Linked DNA regions of Zea mays: all the other regions are linked to region 3. A link is a contact called in public Hi-C and HiChIP or PLAC-seq data. All regions are on one chromosome and are shown on one strand. Each heading gives the region's core, a stretch centred on a gene start, on an enhancer-like site or on the middle of the called end of the contact. The rest is flanking DNA. Distances are from core to core; before and after follow the strand shown.

Evidence for each region. Hi-C and Micro-C count contacts between places; a contact is called where the count stands out from the background. HiChIP or PLAC-seq counts read pairs in DNA pulled down with a chosen protein or histone mark.
Region 1: a contact with region 3 is called in a Hi-C map of ear, with 2.7 times the contacts expected there. The contact joins the promoter of LOC103643124 here to the promoter of LOC103643126 in region 3. A contact is called at or near these places in 3 of 25 Hi-C or Micro-C datasets (bundle sheath, ear and tassel).
Region 2: an H3K4me3 HiChIP or PLAC-seq map of leaf shows a contact between it and region 3, with 4 times the contacts expected there. The contact joins the promoter of LOC103643128 here to the promoter of LOC103643126 in region 3. A contact is called at or near these places in 4 of 25 Hi-C or Micro-C datasets (ear, endosperm, leaf and 1 more) and 1 of 3 datasets of contacts at active chromatin or transcription factors (leaf).
Region 4: a contact with region 3 is called in a Hi-C map of leaf, with 4 times the contacts expected there. The contact joins the promoter of LOC100282567 here to the promoter of LOC103643126 in region 3. A contact is called at or near these places in 5 of 25 Hi-C or Micro-C datasets (ear, leaf and tassel).

What each region holds. Positions count from the first base shown.
Region 1 is chr1:202,154,773-202,157,528 of Zm-B73-REFERENCE-NAM-5.0, reverse strand. LOC103643124 (NC domain-containing protein-related) reads left to right here and starts at 1,339. Exons shown (of 2, transcript XM_008666278.4): 1 at 1,339-1,857; 2 at 2,509-2,756. The coding sequence starts at 1,764.
Region 2 is chr1:202,542,427-202,545,126 of Zm-B73-REFERENCE-NAM-5.0, reverse strand. LOC103643128 reads left to right here and starts at 1,260. Exons shown (of 4, transcript XM_008666281.4): 1 at 1,260-1,994; 2 at 2,104-2,447; 3 at 2,546-2,625. The coding sequence starts at 1,472.
Region 3 is chr1:202,314,460-202,317,318 of Zm-B73-REFERENCE-NAM-5.0, reverse strand. LOC103643126 (WAS/WASL-interacting protein family member 2) reads right to left here and starts at 1,448. Exons shown (of 2, transcript XM_008666280.4): 1 at 254-1,448. The coding sequence starts at 1,342. The coding sequence ends at 275.
Region 4 is chr1:202,568,294-202,570,993 of Zm-B73-REFERENCE-NAM-5.0, reverse strand. It overlaps LOC100282567 (eukaryotic translation initiation factor 6), which reads right to left and starts at 1,290. Exons shown (of 8, transcript NM_001155475.2): 1 at 1,162-1,290; 2 at 734-788; 3 at 33-129. The coding sequence starts at 743. TRNAA-AGC (transfer RNA alanine (anticodon AGC)) reads left to right here and starts at 2,078; the gene lies at 2,078-2,150.

The DNA.
Region 1 (2,756 bases), core at 90-2,589, 160 kb after region 3:
TAGGGGACTTTGGCCTTGGAGTCTTTAGCTTTATAGACTTCACATCCTTACCAACTAGGAGCTAGCACATGGAAAATGCCCTCGTTCGAGTTTGAACTCCCTCCCTCGATCAGTAATAGATATTGCAAGTGACAACTAGGGCATTCCTCCCTCATTAGGTCAGACATCATCTGAGCGTGTAAACTCACGCCGCACTTAGGATATTGAAGATGTAGGGTATTACGATAGTGGCCTGAACCTCTATAAATCATATGTGTGCATACAACCATATCGATGTCCTGATTCAGTGGTTTCATGCATCTCTGTCACTCTCTCTTGAATTTTCTTTCTTTATTTAATTTTTTCTTTATTTATTATATCTTTTCTATGTACTATATAAAGTGCCAGTTTTCACGATCCCACGATCGTCGTGGGTCACCCTTCCCCTTCCCGCTTTATGCAAAAACAAGATTAAATTGTGTACATATGTGGGTTCGAACCTTGATTGTTGGCTCCATATTTACAGTCACCTAAACAATAGAACACACATATTTTCATGTCTCATTAAAACAAAATCTATCTATGTGATTTATAGGAACCTTAGTAATGCTAGAAGCTAGACTATATGTACCGGCTGCAAATGCACCCAAAAAACACAAATATATAGAATTAGTTAAAATGTCACCATATATGCACCCCTAAAATAAATTCCTATGCATCCACAAGGCAAAAGCATCATCCTCAATTTTTCTCTAGCTTCGGTACTGCACATAGAGTACATTTATATTGTATATTTATATTGTGTGGTTATTTATTGTCATAAATACTGATGCATTTTCCAAACCTAGTATAAATTCAAAAATACTGACTTAAGACACCTTTGGAAGTTAATTCACTCGAGGACAAAAACATATTCATCAAAAAATAACTATAAGTAAAATGATGAATTAACAAAAGGAAACTAGTTACTTACGCTGTTTACATAGACAGTTTTAAGTGTATAATATACTACCTTGGTTTTCGAATATTTGTCGTGATCTAGTTAACTTTTGAATAAGACATGATAAATAAAAAAAGAATGGTGTGTAGTTGTATAATATACTACCTTGGTTTTTGAATATTTATCGTGGTCTAGTTAACTTTTAAATAAGACATGATAAATAAAAAAAGAATGGGGTGTAGTTATTTTTTCAAAGGCGAGGACTGAGGAGATAGAGAGAGAGAGCCACAGTGGGGTATCGGGGTAGTAAGCAACAGCTTCCAGGATCATTCAGACACGATTCCCGGAACGGCTGAGTTAAAATACGAGAGCTAGAGGAGGCATAGTGCATGGTGTACACATGACCTTGGAATATCAGACGCCAATCCCGAGCGCTGCACGGCAGATCACACCGCACTGCTGCAGTGCAGGCACATCCACCACGCACCCACATGCCGAGACCTCGGTCCAGAAGATAAAAACTAACATCTGGATCATCGCTATACCAACCACCAAGATCAGCAAAGGCGGGTAGAGCGGCTCCTTCCTCTGCCCACCCCGCCACCCGCATGCAGCTTGACGACTCACCGGACCACTACGACATCCTCGCTCCACCTTCGCACTCGCGTTGCGTCGCGTCGCGTCACGGCGGGCTCCCTCCCTCCGCCTCCATGTGATGTGACGCGACAGCGTAGCGCGAGGCTGCAGGCTGAAGATCTCACTCTTGTTGGAAGAAGAAGAAGAAGAAGCCGGGGGAGACCCAGGCCTGACCGGACCGCGCGCCTGAGGGAGGGGAAGGACGACGATGGGGCTGCTGTCTCAGCGAGTGGAGCTGTCGGACATGAAGCCCGGGGACCACATCTACACCTGGCGCGCCGGCTACACCTACTCCCACCACGGTACGGCGCGTCCGCCCTCCTCTTCCTCATCTGGTCTTCAGTCTTCTCAATCCGGCAGCGGGGGGACGCCTGAATGGCTGAATTGCGGCATTCTCATTTTCCGGGTGGGTCGTTGAAGCCCAACATCAACAAGGAAAAGGAAGCGAGCGAGTTCGCGGGTGATTCCGCGGCGGTTGGTTTGGGTTTGGCTCTGCACTTCCGCCGCATCCGTACAGCAGGGAACACTCTGCTCGAAAGAATCGTTACCACCGTCTTAGTTACGCCGTCGTGGTCGTCGTCAGATCCGGTGACCAACAAAGACACATGCTTTTCGACTTTGTGTCCTTGCGCTCCCATGCATTTGTCCAGCTGAGACTGAGAGAGTTACCACGCATGCATGGCTCTTTTCCTTTGCATCTCCTCACTTCACCGGCCATTGATGATCTGCATCCGGAAGCAAGCAAGCGTAAAGTAAAGCTTCCACACCCTGTTCTGTTCCTGTCACTCTGCGCAGCTGCTGTAGGGGACCGACATTTTGTTGTCCCGCTCCCGCACATTATGGACGTCCTTCCTAGACGGGGTGATCCTTCATCACTGGCATGTGTGGGGGAGAAGAGAATGGCATGCATATGGATGCGGAATAGTGTTCTCATTCGGCAACAAATCATGCAGGGATCTACGTCGGCGGCAGCAAGGTGGTGCACTTCACGCGTAAGAAGGAGGCGGGCAACGCGGGCCTGGACTCGGCCGTGGTCGCCGCGTCCAGCAGCCTCCTCCTCTCGCAGCAGGGGCCCGACGGCGCCGCGTGTCCCGCCTCCCTCCCGGACTGCGGCTTCCAACTCCCCGACAGCGGCGTGGTGCTGACCTGCCTGGACTGCTTCCTGCGCGGCGGCGCGGCGCACCGCTTCGAGTACGGCGCG
Region 2 (2,700 bases), core at 11-2,510, 230 kb before region 3:
TTTTAAGCATTGAATAAAAGTTTTCAATACATATGTGGATGGTTGCCCCAAAAGTCAGGAACGACCCTGACTTAACGGGCCTCTACGCACTAGTATTTCATGAGACGTTCTACCCAAAAAAAAAGTAAGGCAAATCATATGAATGGTACCAAAAAGAAGAAAAGAAAGATAAGGTACTCAATTTTGTAGACATTAAATATCCTCCGCAATAATAGTCATTGGATTAATATGACTTAATCTAACCTAACAAGGGTCTGTTTGGATCTTAGGAACTAAAACAAAAGTGACTTAGGGAGTAAAATTCAAACAAAAAGAACTAAAAGTTATCAAAATAGTAAAAAAATGTATTCTTTTTAGTCACTTTTAGCTTATACGAAGAAGCTAAGGGTGTGTTTGGTTGAGAAGCGAAGGGAATGAAATGGCTCCATTCTTATTTTTTTATGTTTGGTTTCTATGGAGGAGAGCAGAGCAGTTCTTGGAGTCTATAAATAGCAAATATTTGGGATGCTCTCGCTGCACCAAAACGACCAGATGCGAGCGCTCTCATCCCTCTCATCCACTCAATAGTCACATGTCTCTCCAACCAAACAATAAACGGAGTGGATTCACTCTATTATACTCTTCAACCAAACAAAAACTGTAAGGTTCTGTTTGTCAAACACAGAATGAAATGATTCAATTATTAGAAACCGGAATGAAGCCGTTCCATGCTATTTGGCTCCCTACCAAACGCACCCTAAAGGTCGCAAAGCCAACGCCATTGGTGTATTTTAATTTTATAAGAAATTACACGTGTTCTGAAAAGATGTAGCCGTCTGTCATGGTTTGCTGCATCTAATAAGCCAGTATACGACACACTTCTGCCGTTGTCCAATTAGGAAATCTTAATAAGAGCATTTCGTCTGTCTGTCTACGGGAGTACCGGACGATTCATCCTGGTTGTTCTGGGTAATGCTTTGTCTCGGGGACAAATGGCCGATAGCAAGGATACAAATAGTGAAAAGGAAGGTCTGCTGCAAGTTGCTCATGGCAGCACCTGGGACAAAAACAATACGCTCCCCAAGAAATACGCACATCCCCCGGCCGGGCGGAGCCGGAGGTCGCCCGGAGCCGGCCGAGCTGTGAGCACGGTGGCATCTGCATCTGCGCCTCCCAGCTTTCTGATAAAGATCGTGGGCGCTACTAACGAAAGGGGAAAGATACGTCGCCCGCCCCGCCCACGGTGGTGATGATTAACATAATTATTAGTGGCCGCTGCTGCCGCTGGCCCATGCTGCTGCCGCCACTGCTGCGACTGCGACGCTGCGCACCAGTGCTGTGCTGCATCTGCATGCCCGTCCGCCGTGCCGTGCCATCCGAAAAAGAGAGCAGCACCAGCACGGCCACGGCCCACGGAGCGCAGCGCTCCTCCCATGCGGCCATGCCATCGGCCATCGCCATGCGGTTTTTTTAATCCTGCCCTCATGATTCGATGCTCCCCTGCCTGCTCCCTTTTGCCGGGCCACTCACGTGCGCTCGTCAAACCGCCGTCCCCAAGGGTCAAAACCAAGCCCGGGTCCTCGCAGCTTGCTCCGTCACTCGCCTGGCTGAGCTCTCCCACTCCCACGCCGTTGCCACGCTCTCTCCTCAGCTCCTGCTCCACAACGCACGCAGCTCGATCTGCCGGCGCTATAAACCTTCGCTCCCTTCGCTGTACTACGGCCGGCTGCTGCTACTGCTGCTTGTCGGGGTTGAGTTGTTTCTTGGTGCTGGGATGGAGCTGGGGCTGAGCCTGGGCGACGCGGCAGTGCCGGACGCCGGCAGGGCGGCTCCGGAGCTGGGCCTGGGGCTTGGGGTCGGGATTGGATCCAACGCCGCCGGAACCGGCAGGGGAAGCAAGGCGGCGGGGACGACGGGAACTACTGGGTGGTGGGCGGCGCCGGCCACACCGGAGTCGGCAGTGCGGCTCAGCCTCGTGTCCAGCCTCGGCCTTCAGTGGCCACCTCCGGACGGCGGTGAGAGCCGCGTTCTTTCTTGTTCATTCGGATACTCGGCGCTCTAGATTCATGGTTTATCAGTCGGGTGGTGCCCTGACCGTGCGGTGCCGTTCTTCTTTCCCCGCAGGCATCTGTCATGTAGGGCGCGACGAGGCGCCGGCGCGCGGCTTCGACGTGAACCGGGCGCCGTCGGTGGCGGGGAGCGCCCTGGCGCTGGAGGATGACGAGGAGGAGCCGGGCGCCGCGGCACTGTCGTCGTCGCCCAACGACAGCGCGGGCTCCTTCCCGCTGGACCTGGGAGGCCCACGCGCCCACGCCGAGGGCGCCGCGGCGCGGGCCGGCGGCGAGCGGTCCTCGTCTCGCGCCAGCGATGAGGACGAGGGCGCGTCCGCGCGCAAGAAGCTGCGCCTCTCCAAGGAGCAGTCTGCGTTCCTGGAGGAGAGCTTCAAGGAGCACAGCACCCTCAACCCTGTAAGAATCCATGGAAACTTGCTGGTCTTATTACATTATTCGTTCCTGCCTTCTTGGTCGTGACGTTGATACGAACCTTTGTCGGCGGCGGCGTGCAGAAGCAGAAGGCGGCGCTGGCGAAGCAGCTCAACCTCCGGCCGCGACAGGTAGAAGTCTGGTTCCAGAACCGCCGAGCCAGGTGCATGCGCACTCCTAATCCTCGTCTAACTCCCTCCGACCCAACCGGCCAGGGGCTCCGCTAACCTTTTGTTCT
Region 3 (2,859 bases), core at 199-2,698:
TATTCAAATTCTAACATAAGAAAATAAGCAAGTGAAGCATGCATGTCCTGATCAACTAGCAGACAACACACAACCATATAGGGAAAAAATGTAACAGGACCTACAACACATGATGATCACATACACAGAATATCTAATCATTGACTCCACTAAAACGAATTAGTTTACTGAAGCTAAGGAATTCAATTCATGCTCCAAGGATAGAAGACAAATTTAGCGAGTGAAGTTGAGAGATTTGCTGCGATAGGCTTGCCTGATAATTGGAACCTCTGGCTCAATCAAAAAAGCCACCCCCCTCGCGTGCCTCCGACATGACTGTATCCGATTCGGGGTGCGGAGGCCACTCAGATGACACAGTCTCGCCGCTATTGGCAGGTCCACCAGCTCCATCCCCGGTAATAGCCTGTGCGAGCTGCGTGGGCGACGCCGAGATATGAGACGCCAGTGGCGCATCGCTGCCGATGCGGACGCGGCGGCGTGTGGTGGTGCTGAAGCGGATGGTGATCCGCGTGGGCGGCGGGTCCTGCTGCGACGGTGCGGCCTGGTCGGGGTCGTCGGCGGGGGGGATGCGGAAGCGGCAGACGGGGCAGGAGTTGTGCATCCCGAGCCAGGTGACGATGCAGAAGGAGTGATAGAGGTGGGCGCAGGGGAGCTTCCGCGCCTCGGAGGCGAGGGGCAGGTCGTCCTTGCAGATGGCGCAGACGGCGGTGGGCTCAGCAACCTCGACCGTGGGCAGCGCGGCGATGGAGGCGGCCGTGGCGGGCGGCTCCCCTCGGCCGTGCGGGCCGGGGCCGTGGCCGATCTGCTGGAGGTGGTGGCGGTGGGCGAAGCGGCTAAGGTAGGCGCGCACCACGTCGGGGTCCATGACAAGGTCGAAGTCGTCGTCGGGGTCGTCCGAGAGCGAGGAGGAGGAGGAGTCGGAGAGGAAAAGCGGTGGGGGCGGCGGCGGCGGAGGTGGTGGTGGAGACGGGGTGCTAGGGTTCTCCTCGATGAAGTCGCTATGGCAGAGCGGGCAGAGGAGCCTGGCCGAGGAGGGCGCGGCCGGCTCGGGCAGCGACACCGTGGCCTCGCACTGGTAGCAGTAGAACTCCGGGGGCGGGAGCGGGAGCAGGAGCGGCTCCGACGGCGCCCCGGCGGGCGGGGAGGGCGCGGGCGAGGACATGGTCGGCACCGACCCCCTCGCCGGGTTCTGGCTTGGGGGGCTCCGCCTTCGGGTCCGGTGCTCCTCCGGGTCGTCGCCCTCGCGTCCTCGGCTCTTTCCTCTGCTTTGGTTGGGGGGACTTGGGGTTGGGATTTGTTGCGGGAGCAGGAGCACTCCACTAGTCCGCAGCCGCAGTCCCATCGTCCCTTTCGGCCGGGCGGCGCGGGGCCCCCCGTGGCCTGCGGCCTGCGGCCTGCGGCCTGCGGGTGTTTCGCAAGGCGCAGGCGCGTCAGCGCGTGAAATTCTGGGCCTGAAAATGCTGGTGGGTCCGCGCCGGCGTGGTGTTGTCCCGCGCTGAAGCGGCGGAGTAGTTCCCTAGCGTCCGCGACTCCGCGTTGTTTTTTTTCACATCTCTCGCTCAGATTGGGACGTGTCTGACGATAATTGGTCTTGGGCCCTGTTTGGATCCTATTGGATTATGAAAATCCAATGCAAAAAATCTCATACGCATTCAAACGGACCAGATTTTTAGAGCTACAGTGTATAATCTGGGCCAAAATCTACAATCTAGGGTTGGGTGGGTTAAAAGAGGATTCTGCAGTCCGACAAACGGTGAAAAAACGACAATAACCCTGAAAATTCAACTTTGCAGCACATCTCGATGTTTCTCGTCTCCTCCGCCAAACATCCAGGTGGTTCTCGCGCCTCGCCGGCCGGTCTTCAAATCCAATTTCCGACTTCACGAGAGCTCGCCCGACCTCTTCCCTTCCTGTGCTTCCCTCCCTTCGCTTCCCCCAAACCGCTCCCTGCTCAAATCCATCGCTCCCTGTCAAATCTTCCGCTCCCAATGGAGTTCTTTGCTGCCACTGGTGAGGACGAAGACTCCGTCGACACTTCCAACCTACCGGTCAAACAAGCATTCTGGGAGTTATCCCCCCAAGCTAGCCGCTCCATGGGTGTCCCTGGAGCTCATCTTCAGAGGGCTGCTGCAAACTTCAATAGCTTCGACTTCAACTCTGAGGCCTCAAACTATGTGTCGGGGACCATAATTAGGGTACCCTCAAGACTCCTAAATCTCAGCTGGTAACCCCCATCAGCACAAAGCTGCAAAGGCCTGATGGGTGCGACTAAGTCAAGGATCGGTCCATTCGAGGGACGCGATCACGCCTCGTCCGAGCCCAGCCTCGGGCATGGGCGGCCGACCCCGGAGGATCTACGTCTCGCCTGAGGCCCCCCTCTAGCAACGAACACACCTTCGGCTCGCTCGAGGCCCAGTCTTCACCAAGAAGCAACCTAGGCCAAATCGCCACGCCAACCGACCAAATCGCAGGGGCATTTAATGCAAAGGTGGCCTGACACCTTTATCCTGACGCACGCCCTCCAGTCGACAGAGCCGAAGTGACCGCAGTCACTTCGCCGCTCCACTGACCGGTCTGACAAGGGGACAGCGCCGCCTGCGCCGCACCGACTGCTGAGCCACTCGACAGAGTGAGGCTGACAGCAGCCAAGTCCGGCCCTAGGCGCCATGGGAAACTTCGCTTCGCCCGACCCCAGGGCTCGGACTCGGGCTCAGCCCCGGAAGACGACGAACTCCGCTTCGCTTGACCCCAGGGCTCGGACTCGAGCCCAGCCCCGGAAGACGACGAACTCCGCTCCGCCCGACCCCAGGGCTCGGACTTGGGCTCAGCCCCGGAAGACGACGAACTCCGCTTCGCCCG
Region 4 (2,700 bases), core at 41-2,540, 250 kb before region 3:
TGTCAAGTCTCAAAGAAATATGTAAGACTAACCTGTAGAAGTTCTCTGACCCTCCAATCGCTACCAGACAGTAAGCATTTGTCAGCTTGGAGAAAACACCAATTTCACAGTTGTTCTCAAACTGGATACCTGAAAGAGTCCGCATCCACAAGTTGCAGATAAGTAATTGAAAACACATATTCCATGACCAGCAGGGTGAAAGGTTAACCCACCCATATTTAGACAAATAAAAAAACTGTATCTTTTATGTTTTTTTCATTGATGAAAAAACAAAAGAGAACAAAGCATGTATAAAAAATGAACAGAACAATTCTTACACTAGCACATGCAACTATTGCAATATGACTGTAATATTGTCAAAATACTGATTCTAGAAACTACACACAAGCCTTCACAGGTGTGTAGCGGCTTAAACATAGAGCAAACCGGATGCAACACTATCATTCAAGACTAAATTCCAACCAAAAACATGGACTAGCCAATACAAAAATAATATCAGCTAATCAAGTGCAACTTTGAACCCAAGATTTATATCTTGCCTCTGATACGCTGCATAAATCATGAAATGGTAGCTACTGAGTCTATTAATCATGAATCGTTGATGACACTAACATGCCATATAACAACCTTAAAACAAAGATTAGAGCACCGCCAACTCGAACACATACGAATCATCTAGGCACAAAACTCGCACCCAGAAATATGACACGAAGGAAATAAAAACGAAACATACGGGTAGCCATGGTCGATTGGTCTTGGCCGCCGCAGCTCCTCGTCTAAACGCGCACCTGCAGATCAAACGCCGAGCTGATTAAGAACTTATCGAACGAGGGGAAAAAACGATTAGAGGTGGCGCATCTACAGGCCCAGGAGGAAGAACTCCACGGTGCCTCGGTGGTTCCAGAGGAAAAGGTGCGCCGCCGCCGCCGCGGCGCCGAGGTGGGAAGAGGCGGTCGGGCACGTGTACGGCCAGGGAGGCAGGGATCTGGGTTTCACCTTCGCGGCTAGGCGCGGGTGGGGGCAGACGCCGGTGCACGCCACGACGAATCCCCGAGACACCCCCACCTCCCAAGAACCTAACCGACGCACGCTGCAGCGTGGAAAAGAAAATAGGGACTAGGGAAGCGGGGCGGGAAAGAGAGGAGGAGCGATCATGCTTACCAGTCAGAGCGCAGCGGAGGCCGCAAGGTCGCCGCCGGGGACTAGGGTTTACGCTGCGGTGCGGGGGTCGGGGATGAGAATGAGACGGAACGGAAGAGGGCAAGAGGCCACCCGGTCCCGGTTTGATTTGAGAGGTCAGGTCTGAAGGCGACCCGATCGAATGGGTTGCTTGACCGACCCGATCGCACAGGTTGGGCTGGGCTGCAGGAGGGCATTCAGTTGGGCTACGTCGTCTGTCTTGGGCTCTTAGCCCTTTTGTTTAAAAAAACATTGATTTTTTTGCTTTAATTAATGTCGATTACTATCGTGCCATTGCAAATTGCATACTTGCCGCTCTCGGTGATACAGGCAGGTCCCATGTGTCAGTGACATCTTTTCAATATCAAGGGATATGACCTTGCGTGGATGTTGGTAAGCAACAACTTTATCATCTGTCCCACTCGTAAGATGGTGGGCCTACTATCATGGCTGAACTAGACTTCTAGTAGAGCGATTAGTTGACTGTCTCCTTCGTTGAGATGCTCGAGATCCTATAGACATAGGGGCATAGGGCACACTGTTGTCCAACACTTTAGACATCTCCAACAACATGTTACGGGTAGTACCACCACAGGGTCTGCTATGCTACAGAGCACGACGTGGAACTCACTCAACTCAGGGTTGTGCATGCAGGTGTGATGAATTTGGCGATGCAGTTGTGTCCGCCTCCTTTTTCCACTATAAACTCCTTTGATTTTTCATGTCCTCTTTCTAATATCATGAGACCATAGATACTTTATATACCTCTTACAAATCTCACACCAGTGCGCATGATTTTCACATGCTAAGTAATTGGCTAATGAATTTTTCTTAACATGGTCCAACTTAGTCTAGCTCATTATTACCAAATATTAACTATTTTATAATAATAACAAAAGGGGATGTAGCTCAGATGGTAGAGCGCTCGCTTAGCATGCGAGAGGTACGGGGATCGATACCCCGCATCTCCAGTTTTTGTTGTTTTCTCTTTTTCTCCATTTTTTTCGTGTAAGTCGTGCCTTTCGAAACCTACTGCACTCAAGCTTCACCGCACCTCTCAAAGTCTTTAAAGAAGCAAAAGAAAAAGCAACACAAAAAGGCCCGAATCATTTGTCAAGATCCGAGATTTCATCCACTGCACCTCTCAGTCTTTTAAGAAGCAAAAGAAAAAGTAAAACTTTTATTTTGCCAAGCACACACGCTGCTTGTCTCTACTCACTCTCCACGCTAGCACCTTGGCCCAAAAACTTACAATAACTCCCAATTCATGTGACGCTAGAGTCTAGCAATTCTCGTGGTCAGATTTTTCTGTATCTCTATGTTTTTAATTTTTGTAAAAATAAACATCGAAGCAAGTAGCATGGTTTTCTCTGTCCTTTAAATTGCGAGTAATTAATTATATTAGAATGTTGTCTCCTGGAATTTATCCCAACGTCCCATCGTCAATCAGTTGGAACTTGAGAGCCAAAGGATCATTTACAGAGCGGAATGAGAAGGCGAGCGAAGACGATCATTTTTAAA